2 separate regions of the Gossypium hirsutum genome follow, and region 1 is linked to region 2. A link is a contact called in public Hi-C data. All regions are on one chromosome and are shown on one strand. Each heading gives the region's core, a stretch centred on a gene start, on an enhancer-like site or on the middle of the called end of the contact. The rest is flanking DNA. Distances are from core to core; before and after follow the strand shown. Region 1 has its middle 14 kb from the start of LOC121222811. Region 2 holds the start of LOC107916214 (alkaline/neutral invertase C, mitochondrial).

Region 1 (7,139 bases), core at 11-2,510, 110 kb after region 2:
CATACAGTGTTTCCCATTTTTTATTTTAAGTATTACGTAACTATGTTGGTTTCTAACTCTACAATAATTTTTTTCCATATAAATGAAACATCGAGGTTTAAGCTAATTAAAGACTTAAAAGCAGCGGGTGGTCATCAATAATTATGTATAGGGGATGTTTCACACTGTTGCAGGTGGGGGAGATCAGATACGGTGGATGAAGTGGCGGCACCACGTGTTATGTCGACGGTGGCGGTGTTCATACACGTGTGGGTATCATTAAGACATTGTTACAGTGGGGACCAAATCCCCACTTTTAGGGGTAGGTGTGACCTTTGAAGAGGGGATGGGGTTCATTTCATTTGATCATCCCAAATCTAACAATTTTCTTTACTTAGATTTGGAGAAGAGATCCAATTATGTGAAGCTAGGTGGAGACTACACACTTCTTTCTCTTTACAGTTAATCCCTCCCCCATTTTTATGAGTAGGCAAAGTACAAGTTAACAACGACATGTTTTCTCCTTATTGGATTTCCTTTATCATTCCATTGGCCAAATTCCTATACTAGTATTCAATTTATACATTTAGTTTATGAGTTGTGATTTGAAATATAAAACACAATTATAATTAATTTTACTTTTTAAATTATACTTGATTTATAATTTTATTTAAAAATTTCAAACCAAACAATTAACGATATTGGCATAAGATTCTTTTATTGGTGCGAATAATTAAATTCAAAATTTCGAGTCTTACTATATACATTTGTCATGTATGGATCTTGAGTCATATTATTTATATATGCGATGTATGAATTTTTTCCTATTTTTTATCCAATACATTTTGTATTGATTTTATTTTAGGTTGTAATCCCTTAAAAATATATATTCTAAAAAATGTAGTGAAGAGATAAAAACCATCATTTAACCCTAATCAAATAAGTTTCAAAGAAGTGAGTCAAGATATGAGAATCTATTAGTTAACCGTCCATAAAGTATAAAGGTAAGTCTTCATGTGGAAAATTGACCACAATATATCACCATTGAAATGATCATTCATTTTCATTGGGTCATTTAGGACATATGTCTAAGAGGAGACCTATCATGGGGTAATATTATAATCCAATTTTAAAACTAAAAAGGATATAATACTTTACTTGTATGATTATAAAAGGTGGATGACGTTGACATACGATTTATAATGGAGATGTAACTACAGTAACTATCTGCATATAGCATACAAAAGAAGAAATGAAAGGCAACTTCAAGATTGTGATGTTTAGGGCATGGACTAAGGTTAGCGATATGGCTAAGAAACGATGGAACTCAAGTACCCCCACATAGTCCACATTTAATGGCTCCTCTATTTTCAACTCCAAGCTGCTGGAAAACGACCTGCAATTTGATTTTTTTTAGGTCAAAATATGTCATTAATCTTTGTACTCGGTTTGAGATTTAGTCCCCATATTTAAAAAAGTTAGAATTAAAAATATTTTTAGTTTTGTAATTTAAAAATCATAGTTTAATCTTTAACCCATTAGTATTTTTTTAACAGTCATATGCCACATTATGATGCGGATAGCATAATCAATATGTAAAGTTGATAAAATTTAACGAAAAACACGAATAACGATAATGAGTAACTTAGAATTTTTAAATCGAAAAAATAAAATTTTTAAAATTTTTAAATATAAAAACTAATGACATATTTTAATTAATCTTTTAACTTCAAATTTTATGTAGGTCAACAATTTTCAACTAATTCGTAATTAATCACTTTTTATTTCTCCCTCGATTCCAAGTTAGATTATAATTTAGTCATTGATGATGTTACATTTGATTGATAGTAATAATTAATTGAGTTGTTTCAACAAATGTTACAAGATATCCACTAACTTCATTTGATTTTTGATGGTTTGGGAAAGTAAAATTCCATAATCATTTTGACATCTTTGTACACTAAACCTTCCTCAGTTTGGTTTAAAAGTTTGATATTAAGTTGAAGTGTTGAACTCTATAGTCAACTGAGTTCTGAAACCGAAAACAAAATGTTGATTCTTTTTCTTTTTCATTTCACAATTGATCTTCCTTTAATATAAACAAATGCTATTTTGTAACAAATTTGGTGCGTGTCATTTCTATCTACTAGAGCTGATATGCACCATGTTTGCGTATTGTAATTGATATGGCAATGTTATTGCCTTTTTATTTCAATTAAATTATATGTTTTATGTTTATTTTAGATTAAAGTATCATTTATATCCCATTATACGAGTATGTAGAGAAGGTTTGTGATTCTCTTTTCTAGTGATATCGTTTTCATGGTTCAATAGAAGTGTCATGTACTTTACCATTGCACTAAATATTTATTGATCATTCCAGTCAATTTTTTTAAATTACGGTTATATTTGTTTCATTCAAAACAACTTTCTTAAAAATGTTTGGATGATTTTGCTCAAAATGTTTTTCTTATTTAGTAAGCTTTCTTGAAATCATTTTTTAAAGTTGTTTTTTGGGGAAAAAGTAATATAAATTATATTTATTAAAAAATTACTATACAAGTGTTTCCTTTGTCAATTGAAATTTATTTTACAATAATATAAATGTTTTATAATAATTAATATATTATATAAAGTTAATAATAAGTAATGCCTAATTAAAACTGAATTTGAAGTTACATATATTACATATATGAAAGTGAATTGTGACATATGGGGTTGGATTAGAAAATGAAGTTAACTATGATTTAAACAAATATTTATATTTATATTATTAAAATATTCATATTTTATACTATAAAAAATTATAAATTATAATTTATAATTTAATAATAAATATTATTATAATTATTTTTTAATAAAATATTACGAATATTATTAAAATAAAAGTGTACGGATTGATGGTTAAAACTCTTGTTAGACATCTGTTTGGAACGGGTTCAACTGTGTTACACGTACCCTTAATATTGTATTAAAAAATATCAGAAATTATAATATTTTATATCAATTTTTAAATATTTTTACAAATTAAAATGAAAATTTTATTATTAATTAAAAAATAGGCTTAATTCAAGTTAATTTTTATTAAAAAATCAAGTTACTGCTTTTTTCAGGAAAACGACTTACACTTTTCAAAAGAAAAGTAAATTTCTATGAAGAAATGGTTTATTATTATTATTATCTATAAGTCATTTTCTATTAACTAAACTGATTTCCATGAAACAAATATAAAAAATTGCAAAAATATGTTTTTTTAAGTTATTTTCTATGAAATGAACACACTCGACAATTACAATCACAATCACAATCAATATATGTGTAACTACAATTATAGTTAATCAATATATTCCACAAATAAAATTATAATTACAATGATTACAATGCACAAATGAAAATAATAATTACCACAATATATCTAAACCTAGATTAAAATAAATTTAAACATATCTAAATATTCAAACTCAAATTTAGAATTTCAAACACCTCAACCTTCCCACCAAAATTTGAGCCAAATTTGTATGCAATCATCATGCAATTGCAACCTCCAACTCCCACCAACAACGTTCATAACAAAATTTCTCACAAGATGTCAAAAATTTCTTTTTAATTGGGAATATTTGTTGAAATATGAATTCATTTAGTCATCCCCTCCAAAGTGGAAACTGCAAACACACTTTGTTGTTTAGTCCTAAGCATTTGAGACATTTGGTTGGTTAAAGCCCAACATTATATATAAAACTATAATTCCAACCAGCCACTATTTTATTCATATTACACAGTAAAAGAAAACCCTAACGAAACAACTCGTTATCTAAACTCCCATTATTTTAATCCCCCAAAGTATAGCATCAATGTAAATGCCACTGCCCCATATGTGTTTTTTTTAAGCCATTATAGAACATACTAAAAACATGAACATCACTCGCGTTTGCATGTCAACAAGGAAGGAAAATAAAATTAAAATATTACTACTGGATAACAATGAACTTCAACTGGAATGAACAAAAAAAAAAAATCCACCAACTATTCTGCCAAAAGTTTTGAGGAAAAAAGTGATGAGTGAGTCAGAAACAAAGGATGAGACCCAATTAATTTAAGCAAGTAAAAGGTACAAAAGTCAGGTCAACTAAGCAGGTTTTACCCCCCAATATATATGATATTGAGGCAAAGGAGTCAACCCCACAGGCATCAATATTGCATTTAGACAGTGTTTGGGATGATGATTATTGGCTGCCAAACCCTTGAAGTAATTATTTAACTTTGAAATGCTAATTTGCAGCAACACCTAATTGCTTTTGACATTCAAAGACGGTCCTAAGTTATTCATACAATTTTGGATTTCAAACTATGAGCTATATTTTTTTTATTTAAATATTTCCATTCAATTAGTTTATTTTAGTCATAGTAGTTGGGTTTGATTAATGGGCTAAAGCAGAAAACTTAGGGCAGCCCAACATATGAGCAAATGTTGTATGTGGATGTGTATGGTCAAAATATGCAAGACATTGGTTCATGTGGCTATATTTAAACGAATCATTGCTCCTGTTTCATTCTCATTTTTATTTTCCGGTTCAAGTTTCATAAGAAGCTAATGAAATGTAATTTACAAAATTCTCTCAAAGCAGGTATCATCTATTGCAATGTAATATCTATAGCTACAAAATTTAGAGGCGTTGGGATGACTTAAAATCATTCCTAAAAATTTAAAAATTTTCCAAAAAGTTTAAAGATAAATTAAAATCATCATCCTGTGATATGTTTGAGTAATAATAAAATTTAGTAGGTATCACAAGATTGAATGTAATTGGAGTTTAATTATATTCTCCAAACTTTAGGAGAAGGGTGAGAATAAGAGTAATGACGCGAGTAATTACAAACAATTATACTCAAATTCATATTCTATGGCTTTTTAAATACACTCTTTCATAATTTAAGTTCAAGAAGCTACTTTTTTACAATAAAAATAGAATTTTAATTTTAAAACTTTAAAACTTATGTTTTATTTTTAAAATATAATTATATGTTATTTTATGAATTTCATTTAAATCATTTGAAAATTTTATTGACTAGAGGTAAATTTCCTTACATTTTTACCTCCTAAATATGTAACTAAATACATAGTAATTTTAATTAAACTACATAGCACTTATTATTAATTATTTATACGTGACCAAGGATTAATCGATGATGACAAGAAGTATGTGTTTAATTTTAAAGAGGGAATAGTTCAACTGATGTGAAATGCTAGAGTAATTAGATAAAATGAAATGTATTTATTTTTTGTTAATTTTATTATAATCATATTTATTGAATACTTTTTTGGGCTAAGATATTATATATATGATGATTTAATTATAAGTTTTGTTATTTGTTTAAATGTTTCTTTTCAAATATTATTGATAATTTTTATAATAATTAATATTATGTTTTAAAATTTAAATTATATAATTGTGTAATTATATTTTATAACACTAAACATAATTATGATATAATTAAAATTTATTATAATTATAAGAAGATGTATCCAGATAATCATTATGTGCACCACTTTAATGAATCATCATACTTACATTTCTATGAACCAGCATGTATCGGACGTGTACTTCATGCATTTACTTCCTTCTTGGGCTCCTTTCTCTGATGTAAAAGAGCTGCACCTTTGGCAAGTAATTGTCTTTGTGAAATCGACAACTTGATCATTAACACTTTTTCTTTTTTCTTTTTTTTGCTAAACCATTAGAGTTTTATTAATAAAAAAAACCCCTCTGAATAGGGTTATAAAATTGAGAATAACATCAAGCTGTTGGAAAAATTGATTTGAAAAATAATGGATTACTTCACAGCGATTTTTTAAAAAAAATTTAATCAGATTTGATGTTTATAATAATAAATTTATTTATTTAGTTTGTACTTTTGTTTTGTACAAGGTAGATTAAATCGTTCTCTACTTTCGACCATTTGATTTCTCCACTATCATCGAACTCAGTTTGCTAGAGTGTGAGTTTATCAACAAATCGATGAAAGCATTATAGGGAAACTTTAAGGAGCTGAAACCGAAAGATGAATTCTTGTTAAAAGATAGAATTTATTTGAGAAAAATAATTTTTCTATATTTTAACAAAATATCGACGTATGCAAAAGTATATATTTAACCTAACCTTTGGTATCTATTTATAGAGAGAATAACAAGAGTTTCAATTGAACAAGTATTAGCCGAATAATAATATTTAAATAGAAAAATACAACCCCTACTGGGAGTGTACCATAAAGGTGGCGACGAGTGTTTGCCATTGCTTGCTACTAAATCGGGCATGTTGGGCCTCATCATGTATAGGGTCAATTACATGTGCTATCTGGTCTCTAAACCAACTCATATAATTTATTCAAACTCAATAAATATATATTTTTGTGCTTAAAATATTATTTATCCTTTTCATTAATTAAAATAAGTAATTATACTTAATTAAATTACTTTCTTAATCCAATTATAATTTCATTAAACGTTATGACGACTTTAACGTACTAGAATCTATGAGCAAATTAATTTAATTAACTTTTTCTTGTGAAACTATGATGATTTAATTAATTTAATTTCTTCTTCAAACTTCAATTGTTTAATTTTTTATTTTATCAAATAATAATTTGAAGATATAAATTAATTTTCAAGTCATCTCTTGTTCATGGTGAGAAAACGCATCCACTGCAGATAGTGATACATGCGATCTATTTCTCTTGTTCGTTGTTTCACACTTTTCATTTCATCAATTAATGTAAATCATCTAGATTATATCAAGCCAATGGAGAGAATGATTAGACATATATAATTAGGGTCAAATAATTTGTAATTAAGTTCTTCCATTTTACCTAATTAGACAATTTAGTTCTGTTTATCTCTCTACCTCACTAAACTAGATTGGGACAATCAATTTGGTTTGCAGTAGGCTTTCCTTTCGATCTCACCTATCTAAATGTTCACCTAGATGCTTCAATTCTATGTTTTAAAGTCTATTTGGTTTAGCCCAAATTTTACAATTTAGTCATTGACCCAAAAACTAACCATGCAACATTTCAATCAACCAACCTCCTTAAGATTTAGTGACTATCCATCATCAACATACAAATATTAGCCAAGTCCATGCTTAAATGATTCAACAAAGAAA
Region 2 (7,171 bases), core at 2,691-5,190:
TATCTCGTTCCCAATCAACTGTGAAAAAAATTGTCTATTCCTACATTTTTTGTTTTGAAGGTTTTAGCTCAACAAGTTCTTGCAAACCTCCATTCACCAAACACTAAAATTAGAATTAGAAGGTTTGGCTACCCAATCTTCCATTTGTGCTAAAATCAACTAAAAATTCCAAAACTATAGTGGGGTTGGGTGATAGTTTTAAGAAATCCAATATTTCCGGATCAACTCTCAGTGCAATATTTGCTTATAGTCTTACCACATGTAAAGTTTATTTTAATTTTCCTTATAGTCATTGGAAAAAATTGAAAAAAAAAATCATCTTATACATTATTTCCTGTAAAGATGGTGTTAACTAATTAAAAAATATTTTAATTGAAAGACCGTTGTATGATATTCTCATTATTTTTTTATAAATACCGTAAATAAAAAAAGCTGTGAATGTATGATATTCTTGAGATCAAAAACCTTAAATCAAATTTATTTATGAAATAAAATTGTTTTTATATATAATTACTGACCAACAAGATTTTTAAAACACGACCAATTCATTGATTCAATTTATGTTATCTGAAGAAATAATGGAATCATATGTTCAATTATTCAGGCTTAGGACCTGATGGCTCCCCCAAAATTGAGCCATCGAGTCGATGAATGATGCAACAAACAAGTACATTACATGAATGATGGTTGTTGGTACTTAAAATTATTAGTCAGTCACCTCCATGTCTCATCCAGCACTTGACTACCCTTCCATCCGAACTTATTATTATTTCCCATCCCATCCTACCCACCCAAAGTAATTAATGAACCGTCATTACGATCTAGGACCAAGGCGTGAACACTTCCTTCGACCATTTTTGCTAAGCCCACAAACACACGTCTCCAGAAGCTCGTAGTCCTCCTCCCAGAATAAAAGGGATGCCTTCTCCGGATTCTGCAATAGCATCTTTGAGGTAAGGAAACTGGCAACTGTCCATGTCTGGTAGAGCCGGGATTGTTTGCCTATGAACCTTCCACTTCTTGTGTCATAGTATTCAGGCCACTGATCCACTGCTAGCCTTTCCTCTACCAAAGCAACTGCTTTTTGTGCCAATTCTGGCTTCCCCATTTTTATACAGGCCAATGTGAACTGAAATAGTGAAAAGCAATTCATTATTACGCGACTAAGGTATACGGATATGTCACAGTCACAGGCATTACAAAAGATTTCGGAAGACACGTAATTCAATCAACTATGATTTTTACCTGCCACAATAGTGTTGGCCACGATCCACCATTGTGATACGACCATGGGCTGCAAACAAAGACGCAAGTCAATATCTGGATTATTGTATTCACCAATTTGCTATGTTTATGGATAAGTAACGAAAAGAGCCTCACGTATTCTTTGGGTCACTTCCAGTGATGATCCGCCATTCGTCAGACTCCAGAGCGGGGTAAATAATCTTAAGAGGCATGTTAGCCACAAGATCATCCCATTTTGCCTCGATCAAATCCAGAACATCCTTGTTCTGTTTTGGGGTTCCCAAAGAAGAAACAATGGCCCAAAGATTTCCAAGTGTGAAAAACCTAAAATCCATGTGAGCAGGCTGTAAATTGCCAATAAAGTAGCCACCTTCATCAGGAATCCAATCTACTAGCCATGAAGGAATCTGATCAGGATAGATATTGAACTTGTTGATGGCATCTGTTGAATATTCCTCTGTGTTGTAACGATATATCTCATTGATTTTCTTTATATCAACCCAGTAATACTCTCTGATATGAAATGAGAGTGCACTGAGCCGGTTGTTTATGGCGGCTACCAAATTCTTTGTTGCATCATTCACGGTGAGCATCTCCCGAGAGCAACGCAGAGCAGAATAGAATAAGGCCTGCAAGATCAGGATTCTTAGGGTTTAAACAAATATATGAGTGAAATGTTTAATATATATGTAACAAAAAGTTATTCAGCTTACTTGTATTTCGAGAGGGTGGCCATGAATACCCATTCGTCTATCAATCATACAGGAGCCATCAGTGACCAACAGTGAAGGAAACATGTCGAACCCGTCAGTTAAACACAGATTTAGGATCAGTCTTATGCCTGTTTGTACATCCACCCTATCTTGTAATGAGTAGTCACCAGTGATCTTCCCATATGCTCTCAACAAGATAATCCACCACAACCCTGTGATTTTAACACCAAAATCAGAGAATTAATACCATCTCAACAGTGACAATAATATGATAGTCAGATAACTAACACCGGCAATAAAATATGTTGACGGTATTCGAAATTAAAGAAGTAATCATCAAGAAATGCTTCGTTGACTAAAAGTCACTGTCCTACCAGAATCAACAGGGGCAACACGACCAATGGCTGATTCACCAAAATCAGGATCCAAAACCTCTTCAAATGCTTCAGGGCTTCCATCACGAGGGACTGTTCGAACTTTGAAACTTGCTGGCATCAATCCTTGCCCAGGGCTATAGCAGTCCACAGTCTTCTCCCAACTCTGAAACCACCAGAAACATCATCAACAAACAACCAATGCCTAGAAAATACACGGGAGTCCAACAATATATCACCCTAATAACCAGAAGCTAATAGACCAGTTAAAGTCATGAGGCTCCTTCGATGTTATCTGAAGACAAGATCCCCTGTTGCTCTAAGAAATGCAAAAAATGTAAATTTATGTTCTACGGCATCACCGCGACATCCAAATAATAATTCATGTTCTTCTAAGGACTAAATGTAGCATATTATTGATAATACATCTTTTTAGTTTCTACAAATTCTGAAATCAGTTGTACTATCAAAGACTTCCACTGATAAAAAAGCACACTAATTTTCCAATTAAAATGTAAAAGCAATGTTTAGGTATAAAGATCATAAGTACCTGTAACTGCAATGTGTGAAGAAGAAAATTCTTCACAATCTCTGCCTCCCCATTTAGCAGAAAGGCAAGTGCTGAAGGTACAAAGTCACGGATAAATATCTGATCATAGTTCAACGGCTGCTTGTCAGCTGGATCATTAGCGGCTACGGTCCCCACTGGATTTCCGCAATAGTTCACCACAGCACCACGTAGTATGTTCCATGCCTCTTTCTCAATCTCAGACACCTCTCTCTCAATCCTAGGTTCGGTCAAATTCGAACCCTCTACATCATTTGTATTTACATCTGACTCACTAGCATTTATTCCAGTGTTATCCTCTTTAACTAATCCATCACCCGTCTCAATCCTCTCAATCACCAAAGGCTTCACATTCAACCCACCTTGAATGTAAATCCTCTCGAAATTCTTCTCATTAACATGATGTTCAACGGATGTTGAGTGATTCCTAAAATCCGACGCTACTCTGGGAATTACTAAAACTTCCCTTGATCTACCTTTATCAACACGGAAACTATCACTAACTACCCTAGACTGACCCCAGCTTGAATCGGATACACTAAAAGCCCTCCGATTCGGATCAGCAAGACACTTATAACCTACGACCTGCGACTTACTATGCTTACATGAGTGCACCCTACGGCGATCAACCGCCTTAGAAAGAGATTTCGACAAATTACGGATACCGGAACGGCTCATTTTGGGGGGAGAAAACCCAAAAAAAGAAGAGCTTCTATAACTTATTAGGAATCTACAACAAGGTTTCATGCTGGATATTCCAATACAAGTGCTAGACTTCATAACTAATCCTTTTTCCCCTTTTCACTAAATTCAAGAATCAAATTTCTGTACTCTATGGCAAGATGTATATACAAAACCTCTGTTAATCTTAAAAAATAAACAGAGAAATAAAAGAAAAAATTGGGAATATAATTTAATAATAAACTTCAAAGAAAAGAAAGCTAAAAATGGAAATTAAATCTAGATGCGAATACTTACAATTGAACGTTTGATTATAGAATTGAGAGAGAGATTTGTCTTAAAGATTCAAAGTTTTGGAGATTTTGAAACCAGAGGCATTGCTTGGTATTTATAGGCAAAAGGAAAAGGGGGGAAAAGGTAGGTGGGTGTAATTACTGTTTGTGTCCCTGCACGTGAAAGACTTCAGGTTTTGGTGGTGCGAATTTACCATAAAGCCCTTGAAAGGATTAGATTTGTTTTTAATTATTTATTATTTTTTAAAACACATCATCATCATTGTTTGAAATTTCTTTTACGTGAAAAATATGTAGAAATTTTGAGACTTATCTGTCTGAGGATGACCGTAGTGGAGAAGAGGAATCTTTCGTACAACAATTTCTGTAAATGATCAACGTGTTGAAAAAAATCATATTTCTTCTACAAGAATTGCATATTCTATTCATATTGTATGGTGGAATTTATTGAATTTTTTAAATATTTTAATTGAAATTTTATAGTATCAATTAAATCATTTTATTAATTTCCTCGTTAGTTGTTAGGATATGTTATTTTTTAACAATTTAATTCCTAATAAGATATTATTATGAGATATTATCTTTCCTCAATTTGATTCTTCCGTAACTACTACTGTATAAATATATGTACACCTTTGAGGTCACTCTATTCTTTTCATTAGCTTAAATGTCAAAAAAAACAAGTCTTTTAAAATTTAATGATATTATCTATTTTTTAAACAATTTATATGTTGTCAACCAAACTAAAAGAAGAACTTGATTGTAGAAAATTTTAAAATTTAAGTCATAATTTAAGGATGTCTTGCCATGGTAGTTAATATCGGGCAATATTTACCATTATGGTCCTAAATCGATTCCAAGTAATCTAAATTCCATTCTAATTAGAATTTTGGTATGTTTTGATTGTTTCAATGTGTTTCAACCAAGGTTAATTTGTACTAACTTTAAGGGCAAACTCAATGGGGCAAGTAGGGGTTTTAGCCCTAAAAATAGAAATTTAACCTTTTATTCCACCATAAATAATAAATTTATAATTTAATATACGGTAAATCTACACTTTGGTCTTCAAAAAATAGAAAAATCATTTTAGTCCTTTCAAAATGATTAATTTATAAATTAATAAATAATAATTTGACGTATAAAAAAAATTATAATTCAATTTTGATTACTTTTAAAAAATTTTAAATGCGCCTTCGACTAGCTTGTATTGGGTACAAACTTTTAATTTTTCTTTTATCTTAATCATTTAATTTTTTTAATAATTACATTCAAAATTAAAATATAATTATTAAATTTAATTAATAATATGAATATAATTAAAATATATTTACATGCATAAATATAAAAATAAAAATAATTAAAAACATAACAATCAATATTGTTGAGTTTGTGTGGTGGGGTAGAATTAACCCTAAACCTACATAAAAAAAATAAGTTATTGAATAAAGATTAAAAAAAAGAACCTTTACATTGGCTAGTGATTTTGATATTTTCAAAAAAAGGTATTTTGTTTAACATGTAAAAATTTTAAACTATTTGATTTGTCCGAATATCAAACTGGAAAAGAAAAAAGAACAGGACAAGCACAAAAATATTGGGCAAATTCCATTTTTGTTAAAGGGTAAAAGAGTCATAACACAATTTGCAACTACGAATGGATGAGGTTGGTCGGCGGTGGTTCCCATCTTCTTCTAGTATTTTGAAGGAAGAAATGAAGAAAGTGCAATGTTTGTGGTCCCCACAAGCCCCCAACAAGTGGATAAATTCGTGTACAAAAAAGGTTCCTTAGAAGCTACAAAATTACGTATGTGTCTTTGTACCTGATTTAACACGTGGTAGTTGAATTTTATTTTCGCCATTGAATTATATAAAATCATTTTTGTAACATTAATGGGGTTTTTATTATTATTTAATAATAAATTTAACCTTCTAATATTTATAAATTCTATCAATTTTAACTTTAATATTAGATTGATGAAGCGTCTATGAAGGTTCTAACGATTATGCCCTTGAGTTTTGGAGAATATCATATCTTTCACTCTAAAAGTTTCTCAATGAGGGGTTTCCTGTGGTTTTACATTGTTTTTTAGGCAAATTCTTGATGGGTTTATGGTTGCAGGAGACGTTTTAGTTTCTTGCTTTCATCAGTTGGTTTTGGTTAAGGGAAAAGGCTCTCTACAGAGTAGGGATGTGTTTAATTTATTTTCTTTTACTAATTCATTTTCTTATTTTGGGTTGTGTGTTTAATTATGAGGATTGTTTATGACTTGATGGAACCCAACTGCTCCTATGCTGAGTGGTTTTCCACGGGCATTTTACCAAAAAAGCTCTTTTTTTTTAAATTATCGAAATGGGCCTATTATTTAATTATTTATCGGAATGGTCCATTTTTCGAAAAATCGCGTCCACGTCAGCGCGATGTCAGGAGACGCGCCAGGAAATCACATTCACGTCAGCGCGAGTTGCTGACGTGGCCGCGACTTGACCCGCGCGTGAACAGTGTTCCAATGGTAAAAAAAACTATAAATACCCCCACCTTTTTTTTTCACAAACTAATCCTCTCTCAAATTTCCTCTCTATTTCCTTAAAAAATTCTCTTAAGTTCCTCTTAACTCCCTTTTTTTAAATAATTTTAAAAATTTTTTTAAAAATTTTTTTAAACCGTAAAAATTTGTACGATTTCAGCAATGCTGGAGAATTGACTCGTCTTGATAAGGATCACATATCGGTGGAACAAATGAAAATGGCAAGTATTAAATTTAATTTTTAAATATTATTTAAGAATTTTTTATTTATGCACTTTTAGATAATTATTAATTTTTTTATTTGTTATAAAAGTCTGTAGATCGAGTATTGGAATGCAATATCTAGAATATGCATGCTCCTCCATCACCGTTGGTAGAGAACTACCTGCGGGAAGCAAGTTTTTGGGACGTGGCGACGGTAGGCCAGGGATGCAAGGTGGACTTGAAACTAATCAGTGTGTTGATCGAGAGGTGGAGACTCGAGATGCACACATTCCATCTTCCATGTGGAGAGTGCACTATCACTCTAGAAGATGTCAGTCTGCAATTGGGATTACCGGTGGACGAGAGCCCAGTCATCGGGTCTGCCCAATCTAGCGATTGGGGGGCAGTGTGCTACGAGCTTTTAGGCGCTATTCTGGAGAAAATAGAGGGAGGTAAGATCGAGATGGGCTAGCTACGTGACACATTCCTTGATCCGGATGAAGATTCAACCGAAATTGAAAGAATCCGATATGCTCGGGCATACATTCTTCAATTAATTGGAGGTTAT

Evidence for each region. Hi-C and Micro-C count contacts between places; a contact is called where the count stands out from the background.
Region 1: a Hi-C map of leaf shows a contact between it and region 2, with 2.4 times the contacts expected there. The contact joins the enhancer-like site here to the promoter of LOC107916214 in region 2. A contact is called at or near these places in 4 of 34 Hi-C or Micro-C datasets (leaf and petal).

The regions. Positions count from the first base shown.
Region 1 is chrD10:53,689,426-53,696,564 of Gossypium_hirsutum_v2.1, forward strand. No RefSeq gene overlaps it. Among protein-coding and RNA genes, the nearest start is that of LOC121222811, 14 kb to the right of the region's middle. Within about 2 kb of position 1,261, at least 1 of the 9 cell types and tissues checked has an H3K27ac peak or open chromatin away from gene starts, as enhancers often do. A contact at or near this core is called in leaf, where this site is marked.
Region 2 is chrD10:53,580,886-53,588,056 of Gossypium_hirsutum_v2.1, forward strand. It overlaps LOC107916214 (alkaline/neutral invertase C, mitochondrial), which reads right to left and starts at 3,941. Exons shown (of 6, transcript XM_016845371.2): 1 at 2,883-3,941; 2 at 2,333-2,498; 3 at 1,959-2,170; 4 at 1,381-1,874; 5 at 1,246-1,294; 6 at 527-1,129. The coding sequence starts at 3,680. The coding sequence ends at 815.